5 separate regions of the Mus musculus genome follow, and all the other regions are linked to region 1. A link is a contact called in public HiChIP or PLAC-seq and promoter capture Hi-C data. All regions are on one chromosome and are shown on one strand. Each heading gives the region's core, a stretch centred on a gene start, on an enhancer-like site or on the middle of the called end of the contact. The rest is flanking DNA. Distances are from core to core; before and after follow the strand shown.

Region 1 (2,853 bases), core at 155-2,654:
TCTGGGGACTCTGTGTAGCTCTGGCCGGGGTGAAACTAGCTTTTGACCATCCTGGCCTCAAACTTTTCCCAACTCTGCCTCTTTTATTGTTAGGTTGTCCCCCCACCCCACCCCAAGACTGGATCTTAATATACAGCTCTGGCTGTCTGGAACTCAGAGATCTGCCTACCTCTGGCTCTGTTTTGATTGTTTTTAAGACAGGATCTCACTAAGTAGCTCTGTTCCAGAACTCACTCTGTAGCTCAAGCAGGCCTGACTTATCTCTGCTTCTCGAGTGCTGGATTCAAATGCCTTCTCCAGCGATGGGATTTGAGGTGGGCACCACCAATCTCAGATCTTGGAAATTTTAATGGCAGGAATAGAAACCTGTTTTCTAGTTTTGAAGCCATGGTGTAAAACGCAGACACCAAGCCTGAGGGAAAAGAAAGACAAGCTGAAGAGGAAGAAGCGGCCTTACCTGAGCCATGAGAGACCGGGCCAGAACTTTGTTGCCTCCCTTCATCATCATGTTGGTGAATTTGCTTCAAGGAGAAAAACATGGTTAGCTTTCCCGGGCTGTACTCCGGATCCCTCAGCAGAAAACTGCCCCAGGTGAGTTCCAGCCCACAGCAGAGGAGCATTTGCGCCAAACCTGATGACCGGGTCTGCGAACACCGAGCTGGTTTCAGTCGCGGCCGCAGCTTTGATAAACTGGGTTTTCTTGAGCTCCTGGTCATACTTCTCCTCTTCGGTGAGTTCCGCCACCGGCTTGCGGTAATATTCCTTGTCAATCAAGGGCTCCCGGAATTCGGGGGCATAGCGGCTCCCCCTCACCTGTGTGAGCCTGGGAGTGGGGCGAGGAGGAAGCAGACAGAACCCTACGGGTGAATCTGTGACTCCACAAAAGTGAACAAGCTTGACTTAACAGTAAGCCGCAAGTGCCATCACGCTGACGAGGGACGGTGGCGCTGGGACCGCCTGCTAACCTGACAGCAGTTCTGACCCTTGTCCCAAGAGGTAGGCAGCCCCCACCCCGAAACTGGCCACTGTTCCGTCGCAAGCCAGTTCTCCGATCTCTAGCAGGGCCGCACTCTCGGCTCCGGGTAGAACCGATCTAGGTCATCCCGGCCTGTCAGGCATAGGACAGGGTACTAAGCCCCCAAACCGGCCCGTTTAATGGCTGGAGTCAGCCATCTCGGCGCCCCGAGTTAGTGCCCTCCCGCGCCAGAACTCAGCGCAGCTCGCCTGCGGCTTCTTTCCTTTCCCCAGGTCCTCCCGTGAAGGTCCGAGCGGCGGTCCCGGCTACGCGCTGCCTTCTCACCCTGGAAGGTTCCAGACGGCGCACCTCACTCCCAGGGCCAGCCCGGACCAGCGAAGCGGAGCGCGCAGCGCGGGGGCAGCCATCTTGGCCGCTGTCAGGACCTCGGAGGGCTGCCCACAGCGCGCCTGCGTGAGTGAGCGACAGGACACGGATGAGAGCCTGCGCACTTTCCTCGGGCGTGGGTTTCCCTTCAGAGGTTCCCTCTGAGGAAGAAGCGAAGACACATCCTCGCCCTCGCGGCCTCCGACGCGGTCCGGCGCGCCCGTGGACCGCAGCCCTCGGCGCGCTCAGGCCCCCATGCGGGCCCCGCCCCCGCCCTGCTCGCGCAGAACCTCGCGAGGCTTGAGGGCGCAGGGCCGGACCGGGCGGCTGCAATATGGCGGAGGCGGAAGGGGAGAGCCTGGAGTCCTGGCTGAGTGAGTATCCGGGGCCGCCTCTACCTGACCTCCAACCACGGGCCTGCCTCCTCCCTCCCTGCGCCATCCCCTCCGCCGCGGCGGCCCGCGGCAGTCCACACCCGGCGTCGCCTCGCGGCGAGCATCCGGCGCTCACACCCCTTGCGAGCAGCGGCCCTTCCCCGCCGCGCGTCCTCAGGCTCCCGCGGGTGACACCTGCAGCGCGAGATCCTGCAGGCCCGGAAAGCGACACCCGGGCGCCTTGGGCTGACAGGCGGGCGTCGTGGGGAGGTTGAGGTGGGGCTGCACCCAGCCTGTGCTCTGGGACCGGGCATTGGACAGGTCCCTCGGGGAGGGTTGAGCGGTGCCACGCCGCACACACAACACAGCTGGCAGCTTCCAGAGTGGGACCATCCTCAGTGAGGATGCTGGAAGTGAGAATTCATTTCCAAAGCGCGACTACAGGGAACAATATACCACGAAGCGTGCTAAATATGTACTGAAGGAACACACATGCGCGCACACACACACACATATATGCACGCACTCATTTTAACGAGATAACCCGCTCTTGAGTAACTCAAAAAACAATGACTGCTGCTATATCGACGTGTTGCTATCTTTACTAATTTGTACATTGCTCCAAAGGAATAAGGTTTAACGTTAGCGGACAGTTCATCCAGGTTATTTAGTAAGGGTTAATAAGGCTGGTTAATCACGCCTTATCAAGGGTCAATAAATTAACTTTACTAAGGGCTAGCCCCGGGAGAGCCTCTGAAATGGAGACGAATCAGGTAAGACGTCTTTGTAGAGCCCTGAGCTGGAAATCCTTTACGGAATACAGTTGTCTCTTTGATGTCTTGAGTGTTGTTCCTAGAGGCATGGCCTTCCTTAAGAACTACTGTTCAGGAGATTGAAATTAGCTTTAAGGGAAGCTACATCCCAAAAGAAAAGTAAGATCACAGTTGCAGTGTCTGATGTTTGCGGGCAGGGCATAGAGCCATCTCCCTATATGTGACAGTTCTCTGGGGAGTGTACAGTGCTGGATTACAGGCATTGGCTAAAATCATTTACCCAAGGATCCCAGTGTCCAGTCAGCTGTGTATAGACCAGGCTGGCCTCGAACTCACTGAGATCCTCCTGCCCCTGCCTCCCCAG
Region 2 (2,853 bases), core at 89-2,588, 730 kb before region 1:
CACCAGAGTGTCTATCCCCTGTGACATCTGCCAGGCACAGACTCAAACCCTAAGCCATCCATCCCACTGGGGAACTAGTCCTGTCCATCTGGTGTTGGCGTGCTGGCTGCACACTTTGTTTTAGGGCCTGAACACCTGTGTGTATGTGTGTGTGTATGTGTGTGTGTGCGTGCGTGTGCTCTGTATGTGCCATCTGTGTACCCCTCACATTCATGGAGTACACTTATAGGCACATTACAGTGGGGACATCAAGATGCAATATTTATGGATTGCTGCATGATTCTTAAAAGTGAATAAAACTGTTTACAGGGGCAAGGGAGCCATTAATTACAACGTGAATTCGTTTGTGAACGTATTCGTTTCAGTCAGTGGCTCAGGCTCTTTTTAGTATTTCTGCAGACCTGGGTACAAGGCCAGCTCCATTCCTGACTGCCCTACCTGCTTCTGCATCTGCCTTAAACCCGATCACTTCCAATCCTGCAGCTCGTCAATTATTAAAGAACCCCAAAGCTGATGGCAATAGGGAAAGCTAGGGCCCAGAATCCCTTATGCTTAGTAGTTCCCATCACTTAACCAGTTCCTGGCTAAATCAGTAGAACAAATGACCTCTTTGAGAATCTTGCAGGCCCAGGGCTTTTCTGTTTTTTGCCGGCTGGCTCTGCTTCCTAGACTGTCTGAAAGGGCAGCACCTCCGCAGATGCCCCTGGAATGCCAGCTTCCGGGAACTTGAGCAGGGTGAGTGGGCGAGCTGCTTACCGGGAGACGCTGGGTTACCCTACCCGCCTCGGTGTGTCTGCGAGCTGTGTGGCCGTTTCTGCGGATTATAAGCGACAGGTGGCATCAGAGAGTCAAACTTGCCTGTGGGCACCAGAGAAGACACTCGGGGACCAGGGAAAGGCCCCAGAAACCAGACAAAGGCCACTGGCAGCCCGGTGAGGGCAAAGACTTCAAGGGCACGGTTCCCCGAGACTTGGTCTGCAGAATCCGGGGCTGGGTCCCCTCAGCGGTCAAACCCGACGCGTTGGGGGAGGGGTTCCCGGGGCCTCGAGCGGGAGCCGAGCACCCGCCGTGAGACCCAGCGCGGGGCCCTCGGGCGGGAATGCACAGAGTCGGATCTCGGTGGCGGGTAGGGGGCTGGGTGGCGCGGGAGAGGGCGGCAGAACCAGAGAGTTCCAGAGAGTTGCCGCCAGAGGAGCTGCAAGGGCCCGCGGTCTCCTTGGAGACGTACTGGCCAATGACAGCAGCGGAAGCTGTTTATGGGGGCGGGGCGTCGCCATGGCAGCAGAAGAAGCCTTCCGAGCGTCTACTTAATGCCGGTCCCCGGGCCGTCGGCGCTCAGAGAAGCGCCGTCGGGCGAGGGGGGGGGGCGCGAAGAGGGGCGCCAGCACAGCCCTCGAGCTGGGGACAGAGAACCGCGGGAGGTGGGAGGAACTTCTTCCAGAACCTTCCTCTGGCTGGCTGCGCTCTGAGCCAGGTAAGGGACTGGGAGGGCTGTGGACCACGGGATGGGAGGGCGTCGGGACCTGCTGGCTATCCAGTCCATCGGTCGCCCACAGAAGTAGTGGGGCCACGAAAATGAAATCTGAGGAGTTCGGGAGATCGCTTCCTGCTCCTCCATAACTCGGTCCTGTGACCTTCCTTTCCCGAGACCCTTCATCCTAACACCTCTTTTCAAGGATCAGATGACCTACTTTGCCCCAGCCGCGTCGTACTGACCCCCCTGGACTATTGGGATGTGATCTTAGTTTCCCACTCTTTGGGGAAAAGAGTTAGTTTGGGCCTTCCTACCCTCTTCCCTCATTGTGGCCAACAAACCCTTCAAGGGCAGATGGAGAGAGGTGGAGACGCAGGATCAGACCAGGGTCCTGTGTTTCCCTGACCTCGCCACAGGCTGCGGGGATGAATGTGAGGGGCTCCCCCCCTAAGGCGCCTCTTTCCTCTCGGGGTAGGGGAAGAGTGTTCAGTTCCGTGGTGCTCCCGCAGGCCTCACATTCGTGTTCGGAGGAGGCGACCCCCTGGGTCGCAGAATGGAAGTGAGTGTTCTGGAGACTGTGTAACTGGAGTCTGGGTTACCAGCGGGCCAGAGAGCGCGGCGGGCCACTCCGGCTCAGCCTGTGGATGTTGACCGCCCCTTCGGAGAGTCCCCGCAGACATGGCGGAGAGCTGGCTGCGCCTCTGCGGAGCGGGTCCCGGAGAGGAAGCCGGGCCGGAGGGCGGCATGGAGGAGCCGGACGCCCTGGATGACAGCCTGACCAGCCTGCAATGGCTGCAGGAATTCTCCATTCTCAACGCCAAGGCTCCCACTCTTCCCCCAGGAGGCACAGACCCCCACGGCTACCACCAAGTGCCGGGCTTGGTGGCGCCCGGGTCACCGCTGGCGGCAGACCCTGCCTGCCTTGGGCAGCCGCACACACCCGGCAAGCCCACATCGTCGTGCACATCTCGAAGCGCGCCCCCGGGGCTGCAGGCCCCGCCCCCTGACGACGTGGACTATGCCACCAACCCACACGTGAAGCCACCCTACTCCTATGCCACTCTCATCTGCATGGCCATGCAAGCCAGCAAGGCCACCAAGATCACTCTGTCGGCCATCTACAAGTGGATCACGGACAACTTCTGCTACTTCCGCCATGCAGACCCCACCTGGCAGGTAGGGGGAGGAGAGGTGCGGGTGGTGGCCACTCCCTCCTCACGACCTCCTTCTGGCACTTAGCCAGGCTCGCATACCAGATCTGCAAGGCCAAGGAGACACCTGGCTGTGAGGTCAGGCCTCATGAGAGGCCTGACCACTCTGCCAGGTTCTGAAACTGCTCCCTTGTCTGGAGCCAAGGCCCTGGAGGTACAGACGAAGTT
Region 3 (2,853 bases), core at 103-2,602, 670 kb before region 1:
TAGCTGCACCCTGGGATTGCAGGCCTCCGTTCCTCTCCCCTCCCCCTTTCCTCATGGCAACTGACTTGGCCTCAGTTCTTGGGGTCTGTGAACTCAGTCAGAGAGCAGCTTCCCAATAAACCACCTTTAGTATAATCTTTGAAAAAAAAAGAGGTGGGGGCTGGAGAGATGGCTCAGTGGTTAAGAGCACTGACTGCTCTTCCAAAGGTCCTGAGTTCAAGTCCCAGCAACCACAGGGTAGCTCACAACCATTTGTTATGAGATCTGTGTGTGAAGACAGCTACAGTGTACTTAGATATAATAATAAATAAATAAAAATCTTTTTTAAAAAGTTTATATAGCAAGTTCTTTTTCCTGCTGGGCCATCTCCATGGCTTATTGTTTAGGTGTGTGTGTGTGCAGGCCCATGCTTCACAGCTCAGTATGTGAGTGTAATTCGGAGGACCACTTTTTGAGGTTAGTTTTTGCCTCCCACCTTCTGAAAGCAGTTTGTCTAATTTTTTGTTTTCAAAAGCCTTAACCTTTATTTTTATTTTGTTTTATGTATATGAACATTCTGTCTACACGTATGTCTGTGTACATGTGTTTTGTAGACTACGAAGCCAGAAGAGGGTTGGATCCCTGGGACTGGAATTCTAGATGGTTTTGAGCCACCATTCTCGTGCTAAAAATTAAACCCAGATCATCTTGATAGAGCAACCAGTGTTCTTAACCACTGAGCCATCTGCCCAGGCCCAGTCTTCCTTGATATTTTTGCTGGAGAACTAGTACTCCACACTAGCTGATCTCTGAACTCCGATGGGGGGAAGGGTTGGAGTCATACATTTTTTTGCAACCTCCTTTAGTAACACAAAAGGGTAGACTGAGTTACGCGGCCAGCTTCTTTTCACCTGCCGTGATTGGCACAAGACTGAGACTCCTGGTGTACTCGCCCGCAAAGATTAATAAAAGTCATACTTGGATGGTCACATGATCTAGAGGAGGCCACGGGTCTCAAGCTCCTATTGGGGACACTGCCTTCTGACCGAGGCCTCTTCGTGTGTGTGTGTGTGTGTGTGTCTGTGTGTGTGTGTGTTTTAAATAAGGTCTAACTGTGCAACCCAGACTGACCTCAACTCGAGGCAATCCTCCAGCCTCAGCCTCCTCGGTATTGGGATTAAAGGCGTACACTACCATTCTCTGGGTGCAAGGATGCATGAGGTGGGCATCTTTCTCGGGTCCTCCTATCCTTGGTAGATTTGAAGCGAGGCTAATCCTTAGAAATGCGGAGACCCAGCAACAGCCACGAATTCAACCCAGGAGGCGCAGGCGCACACCAACACACCACAGAGGCCCAAGACATCCGCGGTCTGCGGCGGAGTCCGTCAGTGTACCATCGGCCCAGCCTGGAAAGTGCCGCTCTCTCTCGCCGCTGGTCGTCTCGCCTGCTCCGTTCCATCGTGCTTTGCGGCTCAGGGGCAAGATGGCTGCTGAGAAGCAGATCCCGGGTGGTGGTAGTGGTGGTGGTGGAAGCGGCAGCGGCGGCGGCGGCGGAGGGAGCGGTGGCGGACGCAGTGCCGGAGGAGACGAGAATAAAGAAAACGAACGCCCTTCAGCCGGATCGAAGGCAAACAAAGAGTTCGGGGACAGCCTGAGTTTGGAGAGTATCCTCGAGCGGTGGCCTAACTCGCAATGACTACGTGTCGCTCGGAGGGCTGGGGGCGGGCGAGGCGGCGGGGGCCAGCACCGGGCTGCGGAGCCGAGGTGCGCCGCTGCCTCCTGCCCTTCACTTTCGGCATTCCCGTGTGCATGGTTTGCCTCTCGTCCTGGCTTTCCGGAGCTTGTTTTTGCAAGGGGTATAGAGATGGTAGGCAGGGTTCCCTCTGTGCCCCTCAGATGTCCAGTTGGAGGGCTGAGCCGGGGTTGACACCCTGCCCACCCCACAGAGCTCCTGGTCGGTACCTTGAGCCACCGGACTGTGGAGGGGAAACTGCAGCCTTGACATTTCAGCGTGGAGCTGTTGTCGGACAGCTGTCGAACCCTGGGTCATAAAACAGCGAGATGCTTTGAAAATGGAGGGAGAGTGCTCTCCAGGAAAGCTGCTGCTTACCTGTTTTGAATAGTAGTTACTTTAGTTTGTTAATATCATGTGTATAGTTTTTTGTTTTTTCAAAAGTAGGTCTGTAAGGCATTTTATCTTGTTGGACTCTTCTCGAAGAACTGTAGGAGTTACTTTTTTTTTTTTTTTTTTGAGTGTCCAAGTCCGCATGGGTATGGGTGTAGGTGTAAGCGCTGGTGCTGTGTCTGCAGGTCACAGGTCAACGTCTTCCTAATTCTCTACCTTTGAGACTGGGTCTCCCTCCAAAAGTGCAGCTCACTACTTGGAATAGACTGTATGGCCAGTGGGCTCCAGGGATCTTTCTGTCTCTTGCCATCCCAGCTGTGGGATTACGTGTGCAAACAACAGTATGGCCTTTTTACGTGGGTTCTGGGGAGATCCCAACATGACCTCATGCTTGCTAACAGCAAGTCCTTTACCAGCTGAGCAGTCTTCCCAACCCTCAGGAAACATTTTCTGGTTTGTATTAGCTTATATATCATTTGTGTGGTTCTAATAGCATGTGGCTTTTTTTTTTTAACGTGTTATTTTAAATACTTTTAAATGTTGCTTTATCTTATTTTATGTGTGTGTTTGCCTGCATGTTTGTGTATCACATGTGTGCCTGGTGCCCACAAAGGCCTGAAGAACATATGGATCTCCAGGAATTAGACTTACAGATGTTTAGTTCCTCCACGTGGGTGCTGGGAGCCGACCTGGATTCCTCCAGAAGAGCAGGAAGTGCTGTTAACCACTGAGCCCTCTCCAGCTGGTTT
Region 4 (2,853 bases), core at 215-2,714, 590 kb before region 1:
TCCTGCATCAAGAAAAAAAAGTGTGCCGGGCGTGGTGGCGCACACCTTTAATCCCAGCACTCGGGAGGCAGAGGCAGGCAGATTTCTGAGTTCGAGGCCAGCCTGGTCTACAAAGTGAGTTCCAGGACAGCCAGGGCTATACAGAGAAACCCTGTCTCGAAAAACAAACAAAACAAACAAACAAACAAACAAACAAAAAAGAAAAGAAAAGAAAAAAGAAAAGAAAGTGCATTAAAATATTGAATTTTGGGGGCTCCATTAACTTTGCATTCAGGCTAAAGCCTTCATTCGTTTAACCCATTCTCAGCACCGTTACTGTAAAAGGGTCTTACATATGTTGTTACAAGGGCAAGTTAGAGAGGTAATGAAGAAATGTAGTTCTTTTTTTTTTTTTTTTTTTTTTTTCGAGACAGGGTTTCTCTGTGTAGCCCTGGCTGTCCTGGAACTCACTTTGTAGACCAGGCTGGCCTCGAACTCAGAAATCCACCTGCCTCTGCCTCCCCAGTGCTGGGATTAAAGGCGTGCGCCACTACCGGCGTAGTTCTTTTTGGTGGCATGAAATCAAATGAAGAAAGAGTGCATTTTACTTAGCACTTAAAGGCTTTTTGAAACAAGGCATTACACAGCCCAGGCTGCCTTCAGTCCGATTCTATATAGCTGATAATGATCTTGGACTTCGTGATCCTCAGACCTCCACTTGAAGTTGCAAGCCTGTGTGTGCCACGGTGCCCAGTTTATGCTGTGCTTTGAGATTATATTTTGGCTTTAGTGCATGCTCGACATCTCCAGCCTACTACTTAGCAATTTTTAAGGAAGAATTAAAAAACAAACTGGTGAAAACTGGCTGTCTTTGAGGCTCAGGAACTCTTTGTTATAAATCCTACGCTAGAACTTCTTAGGCGTAGGTACATCTTCGATGACGATAATGATATGGCAAAGTAAAGTCTAGATTTCAAAATTTCTAGGACCTGCCCTGCCGGTTTAGGTGGGAAAAGACTTGGGCTATAAAATGTAGAGAAACTGGACCTGTTCCCTCTCGCTTTAAATCCAGGCCCAGTGCATAAACCCGGAAGCTCCGCAGGACCAGGTCCTTGCATCCCAAGTCTCTAACGTCAGTCAAGTCGGCAATATTTTTAGCCAACGACAATGAACCGTCTCCCGAACGTAACCTTTGTCCTGTTACCCTTTCGCTCCAATTTGTTTGGGTTCCAGTAAAATCAACAGCTTTCCTCTATTAGCCTCCTCACCCCGCCCGAGACCCTTGACACCCATTCCCTTCTGGTTTCCGGGGACACTGTGGTGAGAGGACCCCCCCCCCACACACACACACACCCACCGCCCTAGCCTGAAAGGAGGTGAGTCCCACAGCGCAGGCGCAATCCCGCCCCTCAAGGCCCTGGCCAATCGGTTGCGCGCGTCTCCAGGGCTCTTTTCCTCCCGGAAAGATCACGTGAACCTGGAGACGTGAGGTCCGGGAAGAGCCCCACTCCCTTTCCAGTGCCACTGCGGTCCCTTGACCTTTTACCTTGCTTTCCTTGGCGAGGAGCCGCTCGGGGACCTCCCCTGGCCCGCAGCAGGGGATTCGTCCGTCCGGCGGGCGGTACCAGCGTCGGGGATTGCAGCCGGTCACGTGAGGAGTGGCGGCGGGGACGGGGCGGGGACGGCTCGAGGGGGCGGGGCCGAGGGCTGTCTCGCTCCGCTCATAGGGCCTGGTCGGCGCCTGAGCTGCGGAGACAGGTTGTCATCGCTTTGGTGCCTGTCACTTCTGTCGCCACCTCCTCTGCCCCCAGCACTGGTCTCCGTCATGAATCCCGATCTGCGCAAGGAGCGGGCCGCCGCCACCTTCAATCCAGAGTTAATCACGCACATCTTGGATGGTAGTCCGGAGAACACCCGGCGCCGTCGAGAAATCGGTGAGCCTGGAGGGCCGGGCCTCTTATACCGAACCAGGCGAAAGACCCCCGTGAATGAGGATTTGGGGCCTCTGGAGTTGAGGGGAAGCGGGGACCCCTACTTCGATGGGCGTCCGGTGTCAGGATTAGGAGGGGAACGTCCTCTGTTCTAATCTGATGGGAGTCAGGGAGGGTGAGTACCTGTTTCTCTTGATGTCATTTAACCCTCTTTCAGAGAACTTGATTCTGAACGATCCAGACTTCCAACATGAGGACTATAACTTCCTCACTCGAAGCCAGCGTTACGAGGTGGCTGTTAAGAAGAGTGCCACCATGGTGAAGAAGATGAGGGAATTTGGCATCGCAGACCCTGAAGAAATCATGTGGTTTAAAAAGTAGGTGTATCTTAGCACATTAGTGTATGCCCAAACTACAGCTGCAGTCTGGGGAGGTCTTCTTACCGCGCATGTCGTTTAAAGGCTTAAATTGAATACTTCATGATTCAATTTTATGTGTGAAAAATAATATTACTTTTGCATCTAGATCTTTTAGTAGGATAGCATAGCATAGTTGTAAAAATGCTAATAATGAACGGTTGTGCCCAAAATTGTTTTTTTTTTTAATTTTAACAAACTTTAAGGGATGGTGAGGTGGCTACCTGGCCTAATCATCTAATTTCAATTTGTAGAAAGAGAGTCACCTCCCTTAGATTGTCCTCTGACCATTTGCTAGAGGTGGCTGTTGTACCCCCACACACAATAAGATGAAACTTTAATTTATAAAGTTCTTTTGAACTGGGCCACGGTGACCCATGCCTTTAATCTCAGCACTTCGGAGGAGGCAGAGGCAGAGGCAGGCTGATCTCTGATTTTGAGACCAGCCTGGTCTGCAGAGCTAGTTCCTGTTCGTCAGCCAGGGTTACATGGCGAAACTGTGGGAGAGGGTGGGCCAGAAGGCCGGG
Region 5 (2,853 bases), core at 225-2,724, 530 kb before region 1:
TGCCTGCCTGCTCCCTCCCCTCACATGCTGCCCATCTCCTCATAGCTACCAGCTGGCCCAGAGGACCTTCCGCACTTTTGATTTCTACAAGAGACACCAGGAAGCCATGACTCCAGCCGGTCTGGCTTTTTTCCAGTGCCGCTGGGATGACTCTGTCACCCACACCTTCCACCAGCTTCTAGGTAAGGGCTTAGTGGTCAGGCAGGCCTGGGGATAAAGACCTTTCCTGCCATGCCAGGAGATGGCCTTTGAAAGCCAGGGTGAGCCGGGCGGTGGTGGCGCATGCCTTTAATCCCAGCACTCGGGAGGCAGAGGCAGGCGGATTTCTGAGTTCCAGGACAGCCAGGGATACACAGAGAAACCCTGTCTCGAAAAACCCAAAAAAGTCCCTGGCAGAACTCCAGCCTCACAGGCAAGGAAGGAGGCCCAGGTCAGCAGAAGTCCACCACTCTCCCCTTACTTTTCTTGCAGACATGCGGGAACCTGTGTTTGAATTTGTACGGCCACCCCCTTACCACCCCAAACAGAAGCGCTTCCCCCACGAGCAGCCCCTACGCTATCTGGACCGATACAGGGACAGTCATGAGCCCACCTATGGAATCTACTGAGAGACTCAGTACATTCATCTCCGAGGGGGAACTGTCGCAGCAGCTGGAAGGTCACACCTCCGGAGAGAGCCATCTGAAGCCAACTGAGACAGTCCCATGCTGGCCTCTCCCAGGACACCCAGGGGCTTGTGGATGTGCCTCGATTCTATGTGAATAAAATACTTTTTTCCTGATGCCAATATGTCTTCACTTTCGGGCACCCAGACCCTTTTAGTGAAGCTTTAGTGCTCTGTGGGTGAGCAGAAGGTGCCCAGCAGCCCGGTAGCTGGGGGTACACATGAAAAGTGAACCTTTGCCCAGCCTGTGATCTTTGTGAAAGACAGCCCCGGGATCAGAACCTCCTCGAGGAGAAAGTCCTGCCCCTGTCAGACCTAGCAACAGATTGCTTGTTACCTTAGCATATTTCAGCCCCCACCAAGGCCTGGAGCCCCCACTGTGAGGCTAGAGGCCTAGAAACAAATCAGTTCTGCCTACTCCATTAGGAGTGATCTCTGATTCATACTGCCTTTGGGGACCCTGGAACTCCCATCTGCTCTGCTCAGCTGTAGAGGAGATGACAGTAGCCTGTCTTAGGGTTTTACTGCTGTGAACAGACACCATGCCCTGGGCCTTTAATCCCAGCACTCAGGAGGCAGAGACAGACGGATTTCTGAGTTCGAGGCCAGCCTGGTCTACAAAGTGAGTTCCAGGACAGCCAGGGCTACACAGAGAAACCCTGTCTCGAAACCCTCCCACCCACTCCTCCCCCCCAAAAAAGAGTCTAGGGAAGGAACACAAATAGTCAGGGTGGACCGGAGGGAGCCGCGCCCCAGCTCCCAGTGCGTCAGAAGGCGGGCAAGCAAGGGTGACTTGGATCCCTGCCAAGGAACGTTCTAGTGCACCAGGCTGCGCACTGCCGCGACTTCCTGGACTGTCTTCCCCAACGTAGTGCTCGCACTGGTAGCCTCGGCCCCTTTAAGAGATCTGAGCACTGGGCCTCGCTTCCGCCATGGCCGCTCAGTTGCTGGAGGAGGACGTGGTGACTTGCTCCATCTGCTTAGGTCGCTACCGGGACCCGGTGACGCTGCCCTGCGGGCACAGCTTCTGCGGGAACTGCATCCAGGATTCATGGCGTTCCTGCGAAAAGTCGTGTCCGGAATGTCGCCAGCCCTTCCCCGAGGGCGCCAAGCTGTCCCGCAACGTGAAGATGAGCACCTTGCTGCAGGCGCTGCCCGTTCTGCCGGCGCCGCCCGCCGTGACTCCGCGCCGGGACTCCGCCACAAGCCACAGCGCTCGCTGCCTGCGCCACGGGAGGCCGCTCGAGTTCTTCTGTCGCACGGAGGGCCTCTGCGTGTGCAGCGCGTGCACGGTGCACGACTGCAGCCACCACGAGCGGGCGCTGCTGGACGTGGAGCGCCGCGTGCGCGAGGTGCGGGAAGGGCCTCTCCGAGGGCCGAAACTGCTTGTGGCCAGGGCCAGGGGCTGCAGCAGGATCTGCGGGTTCCCATATGAACCCAGAGGGCACGTGCACCTGACTGCTGCACGCAGCTCTCCCCAGGTCCTCTGAATAAAGTAGAGCCAGAGTGTTAGGTCAGGGCTGGCAGCCCCATTCGCTAAGGTGGCCAGCATTCAGTAAGTGTGATTTCTGCCCTTCAGAGACTGAAGGATCTACTCAAGGGTCAGATAGAGTCTCAGCAAAACGTGAATGTAGAGTCAGCAGGGCCAGTCTGCATGGTGGTCGTGACTCTTCCTCTAGGGATGTGCAGTGCCTTTCCAAGCTGAGACAGGGTGATGATGTCATCAGATTTCTGCTTTCTGGAGTCTGAGCCCCAGCTGGGGTGTGGAGGGGGTAAGAGATGAGGGGTAAGAGGAAGGAGGTCTCAGCTGCAAAACAAAAGAAATGAGAAGTGAGTGGGAGCCCGGTGCCCAGTGGAGAGAGTAAGACGCAGGACAAGGGTTTCTTCGGGAGACCGGGCTGCTGTGTGCTGAGGTTGGGTAGAGAGTAGCTGGTTTGGGATATGCAGTGTGTGGGGTACACAGACAGGGGTGGGGGCACAGACATCTACTGAGAGCTGGGAAGAGATGCGGACAGTGAAGTGAAAGAAGTCGCTATGGTATCCCTAGAAGGAGTGGAAATTTGTTGGGCAGGGGATTACATCCTGACAAAGCTGTAGAGATGGCGGCCAGGGCACAAGCAGTTACAGGAGGGAGAGTTCTCCAGGTGCCCCAGGCTGCTGAGAGGTTTTAGTTAAAGGCAAAAGTGACC

What was found. Promoter capture Hi-C pulls out the DNA fragments that hold promoters and counts their contacts. HiChIP or PLAC-seq counts read pairs in DNA pulled down with a chosen protein or histone mark.
Region 2: a contact with region 1 is called in a FOXA1 HiChIP or PLAC-seq map of pancreatic cancer cells. The contact joins the promoter of Foxj1 here to the promoter of Mrps7 in region 1. A contact is called at or near these places in 1 of 39 promoter capture datasets (pre-B cells) and 1 of 115 datasets of contacts at active chromatin or transcription factors (pancreatic cancer cells).
Region 3: an HNF4G HiChIP or PLAC-seq map of pancreatic cancer cells shows a contact between it and region 1. The contact joins the promoter of Srp68 here to the promoter of Mrps7 in region 1. A contact is called at or near these places in 3 of 39 promoter capture datasets (liver and pre-B cells) and 2 of 115 datasets of contacts at active chromatin or transcription factors (microglia and pancreatic cancer cells).
Region 4: a promoter capture Hi-C map of pre-B cells shows a contact between it and region 1, with 4 times the contacts expected there. The contact joins the promoter of Acox1 here to the promoter of Mrps7 in region 1. A contact is called at or near these places in 2 of 39 promoter capture datasets (liver and pre-B cells), 1 of 484 Hi-C or Micro-C datasets (erythroblasts) and 2 of 115 datasets of contacts at active chromatin or transcription factors (bone marrow-derived macrophages and pancreatic cancer cells).
Region 5: a contact with region 1 is called in an HNF4G HiChIP or PLAC-seq map of pancreatic cancer cells. The contact joins the promoter of Trim65 here to the promoter of Mrps7 in region 1. A contact is called at or near these places in 4 of 39 promoter capture datasets (hippocampal neurons, liver and pre-B cells), 2 of 484 Hi-C or Micro-C datasets (CD8 T cells and muscle stem cells) and 2 of 115 datasets of contacts at active chromatin or transcription factors (microglia and pancreatic cancer cells).

Annotation. Positions count from the first base shown.
Region 1 is chr11:115,602,691-115,605,543 of GRCm38.p6, reverse strand. It overlaps Mrps7 (mitchondrial ribosomal protein S7), which reads right to left and starts at 1,404. Exons shown (of 5, transcript NM_025305.3): 1 at 1,301-1,404; 2 at 632-823; 3 at 458-521. The coding sequence starts at 1,383. Gga3 (golgi associated, gamma adaptin ear containing, ARF binding protein 3) reads left to right here and starts at 1,628. Exons shown (of 17, transcript NM_173048.3): 1 at 1,628-1,716. The coding sequence starts at 1,677.
Region 2 is chr11:116,333,839-116,336,691 of GRCm38.p6, reverse strand. It overlaps Foxj1 (forkhead box J1), which reads left to right and starts at 1,338. Exons shown (of 3, transcript NM_008240.3): 1 at 1,338-1,474; 2 at 1,984-2,650. The coding sequence starts at 2,153. It overlaps Rnf157 (ring finger protein 157), which reads left to right. Exons shown (of 19, transcript NM_027258.1): 19 at 1-347.
Region 3 is chr11:116,272,716-116,275,568 of GRCm38.p6, reverse strand. It overlaps Srp68 (signal recognition particle 68), which reads left to right and starts at 1,352. Exons shown (of 16, transcript NM_146032.3): 1 at 1,352-1,643. The coding sequence starts at 1,463.
Region 4 is chr11:116,197,656-116,200,508 of GRCm38.p6, reverse strand. It overlaps Acox1 (acyl-Coenzyme A oxidase 1, palmitoyl), which reads left to right and starts at 1,464. Exons shown (of 14, transcript NM_015729.3): 1 at 1,464-1,913; 2 at 2,128-2,287. The coding sequence starts at 1,805. Ten1 (TEN1 telomerase capping complex subunit) reads right to left here and starts at 1,654. Exons shown (of 4, transcript NM_027107.1): 1 at 1,526-1,654.
Region 5 is chr11:116,129,749-116,132,601 of GRCm38.p6, reverse strand. Trim65 (tripartite motif-containing 65) reads left to right here and starts at 1,474. Exons shown (of 6, transcript NM_178802.4): 1 at 1,474-2,016. The coding sequence starts at 1,597. Mrpl38 (mitochondrial ribosomal protein L38) reads left to right here. Exons shown (of 9, transcript NM_024177.3): 8 at 46-182; 9 at 472-785. The coding sequence ends at 608.